2 separate regions of the Danio rerio genome follow, and region 2 is linked to region 1. Evidence: chromatin contacts called from public HiChIP or PLAC-seq data. All regions are on one chromosome and are shown on one strand. The core of a region is the stretch at or near the end of the contact, and the rest is flanking DNA. Distances in the headings are between cores, read along the strand shown. Region 1 overlaps gpc5a (glypican 5a). Region 2 holds the start of gpc5a (glypican 5a).

Evidence for each region. HiChIP or PLAC-seq counts read pairs in DNA pulled down with a chosen protein or histone mark.
Region 2: an H3K4me3 HiChIP or PLAC-seq map of embryo shows a contact between it and region 1, with 2.6 times the contacts expected there. The contact joins the promoter of gpc5a here to the enhancer-like site in region 1. A contact is called at or near these places in 9 of 18 Hi-C or Micro-C datasets (caudal fin, embryo, gastrula embryo and 3 more) and 3 of 4 datasets of contacts at active chromatin or transcription factors (caudal fin, embryo and gastrula embryo).

The regions. Positions count from the first base shown.
Region 1 is chr1:4,105,226-4,113,182 of GRCz12tu, forward strand. It overlaps gpc5a (glypican 5a), which reads right to left. Exons shown (of 8, transcript NM_001302236.1): 3 at 2,429-3,117. Among named protein-coding and RNA genes, the nearest start is that of gpc5a, 75 kb to the right of the region's middle. Within about 2 kb of position 2,661, at least 3 of the 62 cell types and tissues checked have an H3K27ac peak or open chromatin away from gene starts, as enhancers often do.
Region 2 is chr1:4,180,441-4,188,397 of GRCz12tu, forward strand. It overlaps gpc5a (glypican 5a), which reads right to left and starts at 3,560. Exons shown (of 8, transcript NM_001302236.1): 1 at 3,404-3,560. The coding sequence starts at 3,560. It overlaps mir92a-1 (microRNA 92a-1), which reads right to left and starts at 5,966; the gene lies at 5,882-5,966. dre-mir-19b (microRNA 19b) reads right to left here and starts at 6,085; the gene lies at 5,999-6,085. dre-mir-20a (microRNA 20a) reads right to left here and starts at 6,270; the gene lies at 6,118-6,270. It also overlaps dre-mir-19a, mir18a, mir17a-1 and LOC141384368.

The DNA.
Region 1 (7,957 bases), core at 1,411-3,910:
TGATAAAGTTTTGAAACCACTTGAGGGTGAGTAAATAGTGCGTAAAATGTTCATGTTTTGGGTGAACTATCACTGACAGTGGCTGGAGATCAGTACTGCAAAGCAAAATGATAAAACCTCAACTTTTTGGCAGGTTAACACTTTATAGCAGGGGTCATCAAACTTGTTCCTGAAGGGCCGGTGTGCTGCAGATTTTAGCTCCAACCCTAATCAAACACACCTGAACAAGCTAATCAAGGTCTTACTAGGTATACTTGAAACACCCAGGCAGGTGTGTTGAGGCCAGTTGGAGCTAAACAATGCAGGGTCCCCTGCTTTATAGGGTGCTCGCTGAAATACTTTACTAAGAATTGTAGCAATTGAACTTTTATGACAAATTGTAATAAATAAAGTTACCGGGTGCACAGTGGTGCAGTGGTTAGCACTGTCACCTCACAGCAAGAAGATCGCTGGTTTGAGTCCCGACTGGGTCAGTTGGGATTTCTGTGTTGAGTTTGCATGTTTTCCCTGTGTTTGCGTGTGTTAGAGGTCTGCATTCCCACGGCTGTCCCGCGGGCGGCGCAGGACCCGACCAGATTTCTGCGGCGCGGGAATAAATTTCCGAATAAATCGCGGATCGGTAACGGGTTTAATTTGGGACGGGAGCGGGCTGTCTAGCAATATCGCGGATATTGCTATGCGAATGAGAGAGAGAGAGAGAAAGAGAGCTTTGCCTGTGTGTGTGCTTGTGTGTGTGTGTATGTTAGTGCGCGCGCGCAAATAAGAGAGAGAGAGAGAGAGAGAGAGAGAGAGAGAGAGAGCTTTCCCAGATAGCAAAATACACTCGGGCCAGTTCCAGCTAGATTCTCGCCTGCCACAGACTTACCACTCGGCCCGGATCTGGCTGCCGGACTCCGGATGCTTGTGGACTCACTGCCCGATTCCAGCCCGATTCGGGCCAGATGCGGCAGCCGTAAGCGAGCCGACGCTGCCGCATCCGCGCCGGAATCAGCCCGAGAGTAATGTGCGCTGCGGCCCGGAGCTGGCACGACTCAGTATTTATATACCTTTATATAAAACCTTTTGGTATTACATTGGTACTTGATACATGGTATTACAAGCCTTTGAGTTGATATAACAGCAAACGCCTGTGTGTCTGCTTGGTGCTTGTGTGTGTGTTAGTGCGTGCGCGCGTATGAGAGAGAGAGAGAGAGAGAGATTTGTCTGTGTGTGTGTGCTTGGTGCTGTGTGTGTGTGTTTATACAGACAGCTTGGCTGTCTGGACTGTTTAGCTGGGGGATTTTTGGTTTTGTTTTCCCCCGCTCTTTAGCGGGATCGGGCGCGGCGGGCAGAAAACGGGGCGGGTTGGGCAGCGGGACAACAAATTCTTAATATAAGCGGGAGCAGTTGGGTTCGGGCTAAAACCTGGCGGGTGCGGGCGGGAGCGGGATTGAAAATTTAGTCCCGCGCAGATCTCTAGCGTGTGTTTCCTCCGGGTGCTCCGGTTTCCCCCAAGGTCCAAACACATGCGCTATAGGTGAATTGAGTAAACTAAATTGACCATAGTGTATGAGTGTGAATGAGAGTGTGTGGGTGTTTCCCAGTACTGGGTTGCAGCTCGAAGGGCATCCGTTGTGTAAAGCATATGCAGGATAAGTTGGCAGGTCATTCCTCTGTGGCGACCCCAGAATAATAAAGGGAATAAGCCGAAAAGAAAATGAATGAATGAATGAATGAAGTATCTGCTCAGGGCGGCACATGGTTGAAGGCTGAAGGCTCATGGTTGGTTTTCTTGGATATGTGCGGCACATCCAAAATCCTTGCGTTCACAATGAGGTGAAGGAGAAATAATGTTTCTTTCACACCCTTGGCCTTGGCATTTCTGCAGCTTTCTCGAACATGTCGCGTGCAGCATGCTAAAGCTGTGGTTGCAAGTGTTGTTTGGCGATGAGGAATGCAGTCGGGCTTGAACATCAGCTGTTCACAGTCACACATGCAGCGATGGAGCCAAACATTCCCAGAATGCCTTGCGTTTGGCAGCTGAAGGCCTTCAGCTTAGCTATAGTCACTGAGATATGCAGCGAGTGTGTTTACAAATGTCTGCAGTGATGGTTTAACACTACAGGAAAAAATAAAAGTAATATTCATTCATTTTCCTTCAGCTTGGTCCCTTTATTAATCAGGGGACGCCACGGTGGAATGAACCACCAACTTATCCAGCACATGTTTTACACAGCAGATGCCCTTCCAGCTGCAACCCATCACTGGGAAACATCCATACACTCTCACTTGGGGACTTGGGGAAACCGGAACACCCGAAGGAAATCCACGTCAACACGGGGAGAACATGCAAACTCCACACAGTAATGCTAACTGGCCCTGCCGGGGCTCGAACCAGTGACCTTCTTGCTGTGAGGTGACAGTGCTAACCACACACTCATCCTCTCACCTGCGCATGTATCCTCGCTGTGCTCCTCTGAGCGTGCGCCACAGCGTCCCTCACCAGCTCATGCGCCCCCAGCAGCACCTGCTCCAGATCCAGCTCTCCGTGCATCCGTACTGCCAGCGTCTCCAGCGAGCGTACAAACTCCCTCCAGTGGGCATCCACTTCAGCCAGGTTAGCCAGACACCCGCGCACCACGTTCAGGCAGTATCCCAAGCAGGGTTTGCTGGAGGTCAGAGCCTTGCAGTGCGGGCAGTAGCTCATCCTCAGTAGGCCACGTCTGCACTCGCGGCTCAGCTGGATGTGATCGGTCGTATTTATGATCTCGATGCCCAAATGGAGCGCTTGGAGAAACACGCGAGCAGGTAGAGAAGCATGGGCGATTTGGGACGCCAGGCGGATTGGGGCTGCTCCGAACGGTGCTAGATCTTGAGCAGACGAGCGCAGGCATTCGGCGTATGGAGGAGACAGACGGGAGTCAATCAGACGCTCGTATATTAAGGGGAAAAGAGCGTTGAAGAAGCTCTGAGAGGACTCTTCTAGACTGAGCTCAGAGCCCAGGATGAACAGAGCCACTTCTGTGAAAAACTCCCCGACTGGTGCTGATGCTGCTGGGCTGGAGAGATCACGCTGGGACTGATGGAGGATGGAGAGGGTGTGGTTCTCCGCCTGACGCACCAGAGACTCCACGCTTTCTGAAAGAAATAATAGAGTAGAAAAAAGTTTATTAGTAAAGGATTAAAGTTTTGAAAGTTGTCTAACATAATAAAAAAATTAAGTCTTCTCAATAATTCCAGGTACATGCAAGCATGCATAGTTTCCCATTTAGAATGACTTAATATTTTGGGTTTTATTTTCAGCACATTATTAAAGGCAACCAAGTTGGCTACTTTATTATTTTTTCAAATATAATTTTGTCAAAATATGGGTGGAATAAAATTCTTTAATAATCAATAATGAATATTTAATTTTTAATATTATATTGTAATTAATTAATTAATTTATTTATTTATTTATTTATTTATTTATTTATTAATTTGTTAATTTGTTAATTTATTTATTTATTTATTTATTTATTTTATTTTATTTTATTTTATTTTATTTTATTTTATTTTATTTTATTTTATTTTATTTTATTTTATTTTATTTTAAATATTCATTTTCCTTCAGCTTGGTCCATTTATTCATCAGGGGACACCAAAGCGGCATGAACCACCAACTTATCCAGCATATGTTTTACATAGCAGATGCCCTTCCAGCTGCAACCTAGTACTGGGAAACACCTATACACTCTCACAATCACACATACAAACACTGCGGACAATTTAGCTTACCCAATTCGCCTATAGCGCATGTGTTTGGACTGTGGGGGAAATGGGAGCACCCGGTGGAAGCCCACTCCAACACGGGGAGAACATGCCAACTCCACACAGAAATGCCAACTGACCCAGGCAGGACTCGAACCAGTGACTTTCTTGCCACAGTGCAAACCACTGAGCCACTATAAATTTTTTATTAAATTAAATAATTTGAATAATTATGTTATTTGAATATTTTTATGAACAGAGTGTTTATTTGACTGTTTACTTTATTTACTTATTATTTATTTACTTATGGACTCACGCATCATATACCTGTCAGTCAGTCAGGACGTAACCTTAAAGGGTTAAACAAATGACGCACTGCACTACTACAGTTACAGAACAGTTTGCGCTGTTATAATTCACTTACCCTTTAATACATATATACACATATATATATATATACACATATATGCTGTAGTTTGAAGTGCAAAAACAGAATCAGAAACACATCGCAGACGCTTTTATATATATTTATATATCATATCAGATCTCCATGTTAACTGATATATATAAGTGTACATATATAAGTGTACATGGATATCTGAAAAAGCTTCCTCAGAGCGAGAGAAAAATAAAAAAAAGCAGAGGATAACAAGAAGCAGAGGGCTTGAAGATACAAGTGTGCAATGATACCCGCGGCGCCTAAACAGCTTCATCTGTCTTCTTTATTATTCTCTATTATCCCTGTTTATGAGGCCAAAAATCATCTTTGTGCACGCTCTACAAACACTCCGCGCTAATTCAAACTGTAAGTGATGCATAAACAACTGCATATCAGAAAACATTACTATGGATATTAGTCATAACTACTGTACTGTACTGTACTGTTAATAAGCTTCTACCTTCAGGATTCACTGTGTTTTTATCGTAAAAATTTTTTAAAAAATAACAAATGAAAAAATTAATACACAAACCAATCAACAATCTAACAAATGAATGAATGAATAAATGATAAAACAATCAAATTAGGAAAGGAAGGAATGAATGTGTAAATAAAAAATAATGGATGAATGGAAAAATATTCATACAATGGATGAATGAATAATCAACCACTCAAATGAATGAATGAATGAATGAATGAATGAATGAATGAATGAATGAATGATCAACCAATCAAATGAAGGAATTAATACATTAATTAATTCATTCATTCATTTATTCATTCATTTGTTAGATTGTGGATTGGTTTGTGTATTCATTTTTTTATTTGTTTTTTTTTTTTACTGAATGAATGAATGAATGAATGAATGAATGAATGAATGAATGAATGAATAGTTCTTCATTCATCTCCTGATGAGTGTTAATGCTGGATTCTTATGTATATTTGCACAGGTGTTAGCAGGATCCTCGACATGCTTCTTTCTCAGTAATACAACAACAGCTTTGGCTCTGTCGGGTTAAGTCAGGTCAGGGCTACTGAGGCCCAGTGAAGCAGAAGGCCAAGAAGAGGTTGTCTGAAAACTGTGCTATGGAGAAACACATCTGTCAGAGTGCGAGAGCATCATGTGCAGATCATGAGTTGAGCTGTGGGTGTGTGCTGAAGGAGAGAAAGCTTAGAGAAGGTGGTTTAGAACAGTGGTTTATTGACCACTGTATAACTTCTGTTATTTTAATTAAATATTATTGTTATTTATTAATTGTTAATATTAATTTTTTTTATTATTATTAAGTATATTAATTGTATTAATTATTCATAAATAATATACAAATAAATATACTAAATAATAATAATAATAATAATAATAATATACTATTTTTTTTAAATTAAAGTATATATTTTTGTTTTTTCTTTAATGTAAAAAAGTGATTTAATATTATTATTATTATTATTATTATTATTATTATTATTATTTATTTTTTATTATTTTATATTTATTTGTATTTTATTTATTATTAATTAAACAAATATTTATGGAAATTTTTCAAATATGCATGTAAAAAATATGGCAAATAATAAACAATTGCATTTATCATAATAACATTCTTTGACCAGGTTAATATCAAAATAGAAATTATTTATATATATGCATGTATGTATAATTTATATAATTTATATGTATGTATGTATGTATGTATGTATAATTACGGTGTAGTATATTTGTGACTTATTAATAGTTATTTTAATTTATTATTGTTCTTTATTAATTGTTAATATTAAATGATTTTTAATTAATATTAAGTATATTATTAGTATTATTTATTAATAATAAATAAAATTAGAATAAATATACTAAATAATAATAATAATAATAATAATAATAATAATAATAATAATAGTAATAATAATAATAATAATAATAATAATAATAATAATAATAATAATATACTTTTTAAAATTAAAGTATATATTTTTCTTACATAGTTGTTTTTTTCTTTAATGTAAAAAAGTGATTTATTATCATATTTTTTTGTATATTTATTTGTATTTTATTTATTATTAATTAATAAATATTTATAGAAATGTTTCAACTATGCATGTAAATAATATGGCAAATATAAACAAATACATTTATCATAATAACATTATTTGACCAGGTTAATATTAAAATAGAAATTATTTTTACAATCATACATTTTTAATCCACTATATAGTATATGTTAAACAAACATATCTCAAGCACTGTGAGAAGCTCCAGTACAAACCGAGAGCTTGATGTGTGTAATTTCACTATCCAGATAACAGTCCACAAGCACACTCCAGAGGCTCTCAATCCCTCGCTGTTGAATGAAGCGCTAGTGAACCACACAAACAGGTCAACAGAGAGTCAACACGGCTCGAAAGCAGAGAGAGCAGAAGTGTGCTGGTGTGTGAGAGGATTAGACGCTCGGGGTCTGTTTGGTCTTGGCCACTACTGAGGGTCTGACAGGGATTAGATACAGATGACTGTGGTTGAGGGAGGTCAGAGTCGACGTTTAACACACAGCTCTAATGAATCCTAGAAAAACACTGTCTGAGCTGAAGTGTTCACGGGTTAAAAGTGCAGTTTGTCATTTTGGCCACTAGAGGGTGTGTATTCACAACAGACAAAAGCGTAGTTTGATTACAACATGACTGTGGAATCATGGGAGTTGCAGTCCTCATCATACACTACATGCCTAAAGACATTATGTTCATGCATGAGCTCAAGTATTCAACAGTTGCTAACAATATTACACAAATAATGTTGTATTACATAAACAGCACCCTCTAGTGGATTTTTCATCTGAAATGAGCAACTAAACGTACTCAGAGCATTGAATTTTAGGTTTCACACATGTAGGCTGTTATTTGTTATGCGCCAATGATTCTGAATAATCAAGCTGTGATATAAACAAAACGCTACTGGCTAGGTTTTAAAGGGGGAGGAGCTAATCCATATGCCCCGCCCTGTCGTTGTGTTCCAGCTGGAATTACAACACACATCAAACAAAGCTGCGCATTTCAAGGCACTTCAGGAGTTAAACAGAAGATCAGTGTGTTCAAGTCAGCGGACATTTGTCTCATTTAGTGGCTCATTACACACTGTAGTCAAGGAGAAGAAAACTCATGGTCACGGTGACTGGATATTTCCAAGAAATGCACTGTGCTGGTGGTTAATCCAGAGACTAAACCTCAAGCAGCCACCCTTAAAAAGTGCCACAGTTTCCCACACTCCTGGCCAACGGCTTTCTAAGACCAGTCATTTTTGAGGCTCTGAACCAGATTTTTAGTTAATTTATATTTATTCATTCATTTATAAATAAACAGAATGAAATGTTAAAGTAAATATAAAGTTCCATTTACAGGTTTTTAAAATTAAATATATAAAAATAACACCAAAAACTGTATTTGGGTTCTCTTTTGGTTAGAAGGATGCGTACTGTTTAATAAATCAATAAATTAATGAATCCTTTCAGGAACAAATATGGATTTTTACATTAATTTACTTATTTTTTTCCCTATCTCAAGTTTTTGGTTTTTAAAAACTTTTAATAATGGAAGAATTGCACTGAAAAACTTTGGGTAAACAGACACGGTATTGTACTATACTGTATTTTATTGTTATTATTATTTATTATTATTATTATTTGACTATCCCATGTTATATTTACTGTCTTTACACATTTTACAAATAAAGAAATGGGAAATATCAGTAATAATAATAATAATAATAATAATAATAATAATAATAATAATAATAATAATGGCGTC
Region 2 (7,957 bases), core at 2,310-4,809, 76 kb after region 1:
AAAAAACATTTCAAAGAGCACTTCGTCTTAATTTCCTGTCAGGATATGCCGTGTACAAATCCTGAAAGCAAAGTAGACATGCGAAAAACTGCCAGCCCATTTCTGAACTGCTTCCAAATTCCTTTAGTAAAAGTGTTTTTCGTGAAAGTAAACAGCAAATCTTTTTGGTGTTGAAGTCTTTCGAGGGAAGTGATACAACTTGAGGGTGTTAGAACTGCTCATTGAAGCACTGTTCATTACTGGTGTTTATTTAAAAAGCTAGGCTACTCATGGCAGTCCACACAGAGAGTTGAGTTTTAAAGAGATAGTGCCCCCAAAACTGAATATTTACTCACAGTTAAGTGGATTCAGACCTTTAAGAAATAGAAAAATATGTTATTTTAGATTGGAAACCTGCAATCACTGACTTCCATAATGGGAAAAACAAATAGGCTACTATGGAAGTCAAGGATTTTTGCTTAAACGTTTGGACATACTCTTAAAAAATATATAAAAAGTTATTCATTCATTTTCTTGTTGGCTTAGTCCCTTTATTAATCTGGGGTCGCCACAGCGGAATGAACCACCAACTTATCCAGCAAGTTTTTCGTGAAAAATGTGAAAAATGTTGGAAACTTGTGAACATTGACTTAGTAGTTTCAGAATGTTTTCAGGTTGTTGTCTTCCAGCCGCAACCCATCTCTGGGAAACATCCACACACACACACACACACACTACGGACAATTTAGCCTACCAGTTCACCTGTATCACATGTCTTTGGACTGTGGGGGAAACCAGAGCACCCGGAGGAAACCCACGCAGGGAGAACATGCAAACTTCACACAGAAACACCAACTGAGCCGAGGATCGAACCAGCGACTCAGCGACCTTCTTGCTGTGAGGCGAACATGCTACCCACTGCGCCACTGCGTCGCCATATAAAAAGTTAATTCAAATCAATTCTAGATGGGATACCGCTGCGGATATTTGATCAATATAGCATCATTTTATATGACACTGTGTAACAATAATTAATATTTTTATAGTATTGTGATGATTGGGTTTAGGGTTACACCCGATTAAAGCATCAATGCTTTCCATTTATTTTAAATAGGTGACGTCAGGCATTGCCAAACTGCATTGTAGACCCGTCGGCATCGCTTTAGTGGCGTTGCTCGCTGCTGAAGTTGGTAACTTCTCAATTTGCTGAAGGTTGGGAAGCTACGCCATTGCTGAAGCCCCATGTGAAACGGGCTTTAGGGTAGGGGTAGACATTAAAATAAACAATTCATTGGGTAATTTAATAAATAACATACACAATAATCAGTACAAGTACTATTTTTATGCTATTGTGATGGTTGGGTTCAATTGGGTTTAAAATGCAATTAATAAAAAGTTAATAAATAATATAAATCATTTTAGTTAACTTCTGGGCGCAACTTGATCTAGCAACAACCTGAAAACATTCTGAAACTACTCAATGTTTACAAGTTTCCAACATTTTTCAAAATATCTTCTTTCGTGTTCAACAGAAGAACAAAAAACTTAAACAGCTTTGTGACAAGTAAAGGTTGAGTAAATGACTGCATTTTCAGTTTTGGGTGAATTATCCCTTTAACGTTACCTCAAAGCCAGTTAACGTGCGCCCAGGGTATAATTCTGTGAAACGTCTTGATAGCGTCAATTTGAAGTTCATAAATTAAGCGAATAAATATTTTTGCTCAATATCGTACAAGGTAGCCTACTAATATAGCCTACTTATAAGTGTGTACAAGAAAAACAGCACGTTTTACTAACAATAATTAATATTTTTTACAGTACTGTGTGATGGGTTTCGGGTCAGGGTAGGGAAAGATGTTAAAAAATACAATTTATTGGGTAATTTAATAAATAACCTAAATAATACTTAAAATAATAGCATGAAACTACTGTTTTTACCACAACGTGACGGTTGGGTTTAGCGTTGGGGTATGGGTAGACTCTATTAAAATACAATTAATGAAAATTTTGTGAATAAATAATTATCTTTAACTTCTGGCTGCAACTGTATCTGATCTAGCAACAACCTGAAAACATTCTGAAACTACTATGGAAGTCAATGTTTACAAGTTTCCAACATTTTTCAAATTATCTTCTTTTGTCTTCAACAGAAGAATAAAAACTTGTACAGCTATTATCCCTTTAACGTTGACATTACCTCAAAGCTGGTAAACGTGCCCCCAGGGTATAATTCTGTGAAACAGCAATATTTTGAAGTTCATATATCAAGCGATTAAATATTTTAGGTCAATATCGTACAGGGTAGCCTACTAATATAGCCTACTTGTAAGTGTACAAGAAAAACAGCAGATTTCACTAACAATAATTAATATTTTTACTGTACTGTGGTGGTAGTGTTTTACAGGGTAATTTTATAAATCGTTATCTTGGAATTATAAGCTTCTATCTGCGTTCTGAATGATTTTGAGACATTGAGCTTCAAAGTTTTTGCATTCTATATAGCAATCAGTATGTGTGCGACATTTGTTTTTCACATAAAATGTCTTAAAATGTAAAAAAAAAAAAAAACTTATATTAAAAAACATCCCATAATGTAAATAAGCTGTCATTTAATAACAATTTGTCAATAACTCAATTTTGAAAAAAATATCTGATACAATTCTAAGGTGACGAAAAAACAAATAATACTCCGTAACTACTGTTTTTACTTTACTGTGACGATTCGGTTTAGAGTTGGGGTTGGGGTAGATGTTAATAAAATGCAATTAATGGTAAATTTAATAAATCATTTTCATTAACTTCTGGTCTCAATCGTATCTGAAAACAACCTTAAAACATTCTGAAACTACTATGGAAGTTAGTGTTTTTAAGTTTCCAACATTTTTCAAAATATCTTCTTTCATGTTCAACAGAAGAAAATTAATTCAATTGAATTAAACAGGTTTGTTACAAGTAAGTAAATGATTAAATGACTGAGTAAATATCTGCATTTTCAGTTTTGGGTGAACTACCCCTTTAACGTTACCTCAAAGCCGGTAAACGCGCCCCCAGGGCATGATTCTGTGAAACGTCTTGATAGCCTCATTTTGAAGTTCATATATCAGACGATTAAATATTTTAATTCAATATCGTACAAGTGTAAGTGTATGTATACGAGAAAAACAGCAGGTTTTGCTAGTTTGAATGTCGATCAGCTTTAGTTATGATATCACTCTTCAAGACTTCCGCCTCAGAAAAATATCTACAATTTTTGGACGGGATTTTTTTTTTTGTCATACAAACAAAAACCTGATAACGCAAAGTGTCAGGTTTGTTTCAGGTACTTTGTAGGCTAATATTAAACGTTTAGCAATCAAGTGTGATGAAAACAAAACCAACCGGCTAGAAAACCTATGTTATGTTATCCAGCACATCACATTCTTACCTGTTCTCGGCGTGTCAGGTATTGATTTTGCAGGTCCGATTTGTTTCAACTGAAAAACTTTACGCACTTCTTCGCAGTCCATTAAAGTCCCCTGACAGACATCTGTGAAAACCGCAAAAAATGTATAAAACAAAATTCCACGGATCGCCATTTCCATCTCCAGAAGCTGACCAGTTGAGAAATATGATGTCCGCTGAAGGAAAACGCGCGTTGATTTGCCCTCGGAAAACTTCTGGTGAAAACCTCCGGTTGATTTTAGGTGAAGAGACATATACAGAAGTGATTGTACATCACACACACACTGAGTGTTTCACACAGGACCTTCAAAAAGAGCGCAGTGAATGCGCTGCTGAAAGACGGAGCTGTCAGGAGCCAATGGGCGGAATCATTAACGTTAGCCTGGTCCAACTGCGAACACTACAACAGCACAACTAGCACTGGTATAACGTTACGAGTATTTTAGGAGCAGTTTTTTTTTCCTAGTACATCCTTCCTAAATTTGACCCTCAGCTATATTTACAGAACTTATTTGAGAGTACTAAAAGTTAACATTTATTACTAAAATGTTATGGTCGCTAACACAAATCGCGTTAGCTTCAGGTGGTAACCATGGCAACAGTTTGAAGATTCCCGTTGCGGTCGGATTAATCGCTTGTACCTCACAAATCGCCTGTATATAGACCCTGATTACTGATTTTGAATAGCTGCTACTCCAGGAGAGTAGTAGGCTATGCAAATTATCAAGCAAAGTTTTGTAGAATTATACATTGGAAACCTCACACTGTTACTTTCACACAAACACACATACACAAAATAAGTTTCACCCACTACAACGAACGGGCCTCCGAAACTGAAAGCCTGTTGCATATGGAAAGTTTAATAGAAGTTAGCGGGGGTAATTCCAATTAATTTTTAGCGATGTTAATTTATATTTTTATTAAATAGATTACTAAAAACAGTGGAGATAAATTACTGGAAATAAAACACCTTCAGCAGACAATGCGAGCATCTCTCCCAAATGAGCTGCAACAGCCCCATCTATTTGACATTTACTGACACTGCAGGTAACAACTTGTTTTGGTTTGACTGATGTCAAGTTTCTTAAAAACATAAAACAATGAACTGAAACTATTAACGAAGACTTCAGAGATCTTTAGCCTTGATATTACCCTAAGATTATCACTTAAATATCAATAATAATTTCAGCTATTGTCACTGTAATATTTTAGTAAGCATTATAATAAACTATATAAAGTGATGACTCAAATCTTAAGTTACATAAACCTTAAGAAATTAATGTTTACTTACAGTATTTCCAAAATCTTTTTACAAGACCTGGAACCCTGTTTTAGACTATGTCAAAGGCTTACCCTGTTCAGTTGATATCAGATCTAATACACAGTAATTAAGTGGATATATATACACAATGTGAACTTTTTAAATGTTTTTTTTTTTTTGCCATTTTAATAAAAACTTGCTTACTTAAAAAAATAATATATATATATATATATATATATATATATATATATATAATTTTTTATATGTATATTTTAATTATTTTATTTTTATTATTTACCTTTCAGAGGACATGTTTGTTTATAATTAATATATTTTATTTTGAGAGGACAGAGGGAAAATATGAGTCTGTAACTTTCCTGTTGTATTGTATACTAAGATATGTTGTCTTAAACACCAATAAAAAAAAAAAAATAATAATAATAATAATAATAAAGTGATAAGACTCAAAGGTTTTGATTTGAATAGAGATTGGCTGTACTTCCCTATGGACTAACAACAAATTTATTTTAAACTTAGAGAACATGCTTTCACTATAAAAATGAATGTACTGTTCATCTTTACACAGGGCTACAGCAAACCTCCCAACATTCCAATGCACAGCAGCTGAACACCATGGTAGTCAACCATTAGACAAAACTTCAGCAGTGAACACAGAATTCAAGATATTGTACATTTTTTAAACCACTTTCCTAATCAACATAATTTTAAAAGCTTTACTTGTACAAGTACCATTTATACACACTACAATATAGGGATTAAGACCACCCCTCTGCATTAAGCATGTGTACTTAAAGGGATGCTAGATTACTCGGCTTACTCTGCATTTTTATAATTGGATTTGATAAATCTGAAGAGCAGCTGATAGACTATGTTGATTTGTCCGATTATGTTGGTTTAATAAAACCCAAGTCATTAACACACTTAACAGCATAGCAAACAAGTGTCTAAATGTTAATCATGCCTTGCATGGTGTAAAAATTACAGTGTTAAGATAATAAATGAAACAAAGATGATGCATCGCAATATTTTATTGACAAGCTTTTGCATTCATTCAAATCACAGTATCAAGGTGTTTATAAAAGTAATTCTCAAAAAAAAAAAAAATGCTTAAATGAATAATGAAAAATAACGAATGGCAAATGAAATGGAAAATAAAAATATTTGTGGGGTACAATCTCCACAATCCTTTACAGGCCGGGACAAGTGCAATACCTTCAAAACACACAGCATTGCTACCAATCCCAACCTGCGCAGAAAGGGACCAAACGACTCCAAAAACAAGTGCTTAAGAAGTGTGCTGCCACAATCAGTTTTGCATGGATTTGCACAGCGCACAGTCTTAAAAGCTGAATGCAAACCAGCAAAACTGACCGGGGGTCCAGCAAGGTCAAATAGCGCACGCAGACCTCAGGATTTCTAGCAGAAATCTTCGGATCCCAGACGCATTAAGCTAGAAGTACTTCAAGTGCTCACACTGCAGTAGATGACAGAAATACTACCTGCACTATAAGCACTTTAGCACTGCTGAAACTCTAACACAACTGCAACATTAGGAGATTTATTTAAGAAGGGGAGAGAAAAATATGAAGGGGCTGGGGGGGACGGCGATTAATCGAGAAACTTTGATTTTACAAAATCAAAACATGGGAATCGTGGAGAAGCAGCAGGCCACCATCAGTTTTGCATAGATTTGCACAACTCCCGTTTTCTTGTAGTGCAACTATGCAAAACTAGCAGAGAACTGCACCAAAAGAAAAAATGAGGGGAAAAATTACATAAACACACACAGACACAAATATATATGGATGCAAGTCACAGACCCTCGTGCCAGAAGGAGCACTTAGGGCAGTAGGTGCTAGTCTACTTCACTATCTGCACTAGATGCACCTTAGCACAAAGCCGTTAGGTTGGGTGTCTTGCCGAAGGATGCCTGGAGGAAGGTTAAAATGGTCAAGTGTATTGCTAGAAGTGCCTCCACTGCAGTAGATATTCCATAATACTACCTGCACTGTAAGCACTTTGACAATACATTGACACCAACCAAGTCCACTCAAGAAAGTCCAACTTGCGTGCAACTACTCCCATCTTTCCTGGGAATTCTGAGAGGGGGAAGGGGAGAAATATTTGAGTTAGTTTGTTACCTGTAGAATTATTCAAATACAATAGATATTGATGGTACATGGGGTTGACTTTCTATACTACAAAAGCGAGGGCCTCATGGCAAAGCACATGTCACACGGGCACTGCGGTACTATCCATGTCCAAATGTGACGGTTTAGCGGCCATTAAAAACAAACTCCACCAAACCACCGTTACCTAGTTCGCTCATTCCATTCTGAAGGTGCGTTTCACTATTAATTTCCAAGTTATGAGAACTAGAGTTGAGCGAGTGAATGAATTGCGCAGCCTGCGGACCGCGCCGTCCGTCTGTGTGGCGCATGCGCAGAGAGGCGCTCCCCGTTCACCCCTCCCCCCCCAGCCCGAAACAATCTGCACTAACATGGCGCCGTTGAGTTCACCAACCGGATCATTCTTCGCTTTAAAACTACTCAGTTAGACAACAATAAGTTGCACATGTCAAACAGGTAGAAACAACGAAACGGGTGTGGGAATAAAGTAGCGCGGTGGTGCGTTCGCGTGCAGCCGAGGACATCGATAGCTGCTAATGCTAAGCTAACGTGCTAGAATTCCGCCTTAAACATGTACACATTGAATTTATGAAATCAACCATGCATTTACGTCAACGAGCGACGAGCTCATGATACTTGCACAAAGAGTGAAACTAGCTAGTAAACAGTTTAACTGCAACGGCTAGCGTAAGCTAGCTCAATCCATCCCCTATACTGAAATCAACAACAATTGTTGAAAAACGGAGGTGCTCTTTGTGTGAATTATCAGGTTTAGTAATTCAAACATTCCACGCGTAACTTCACAGTCAAAGCAGAAAGTGATGGCCAAAAAAGGGGGATGTTTTTGTGCAGCGCGCCGTTGCTAAGCTAGCCAGTGCGCGCGCGGCCTACGCGTCCCCCCATGTGCTACTGCTTTGTTCTGGAGGCACTTTAACTCGCACGCTCAACACAAGGCGAAAACATCACTCCACAAGTCGAAAAACAACTTAATTCGCATCCCGGCACGCCGACGCGCGTCTACGAGGCTGATTCAAGCGTATCGCGCAGGCGTGCGGCGAAATAAAATAGTTGGTAGTTGCAATGCAGCACGCATGCTTTTCAAATCTCCCACATTCTCCCCAACTAT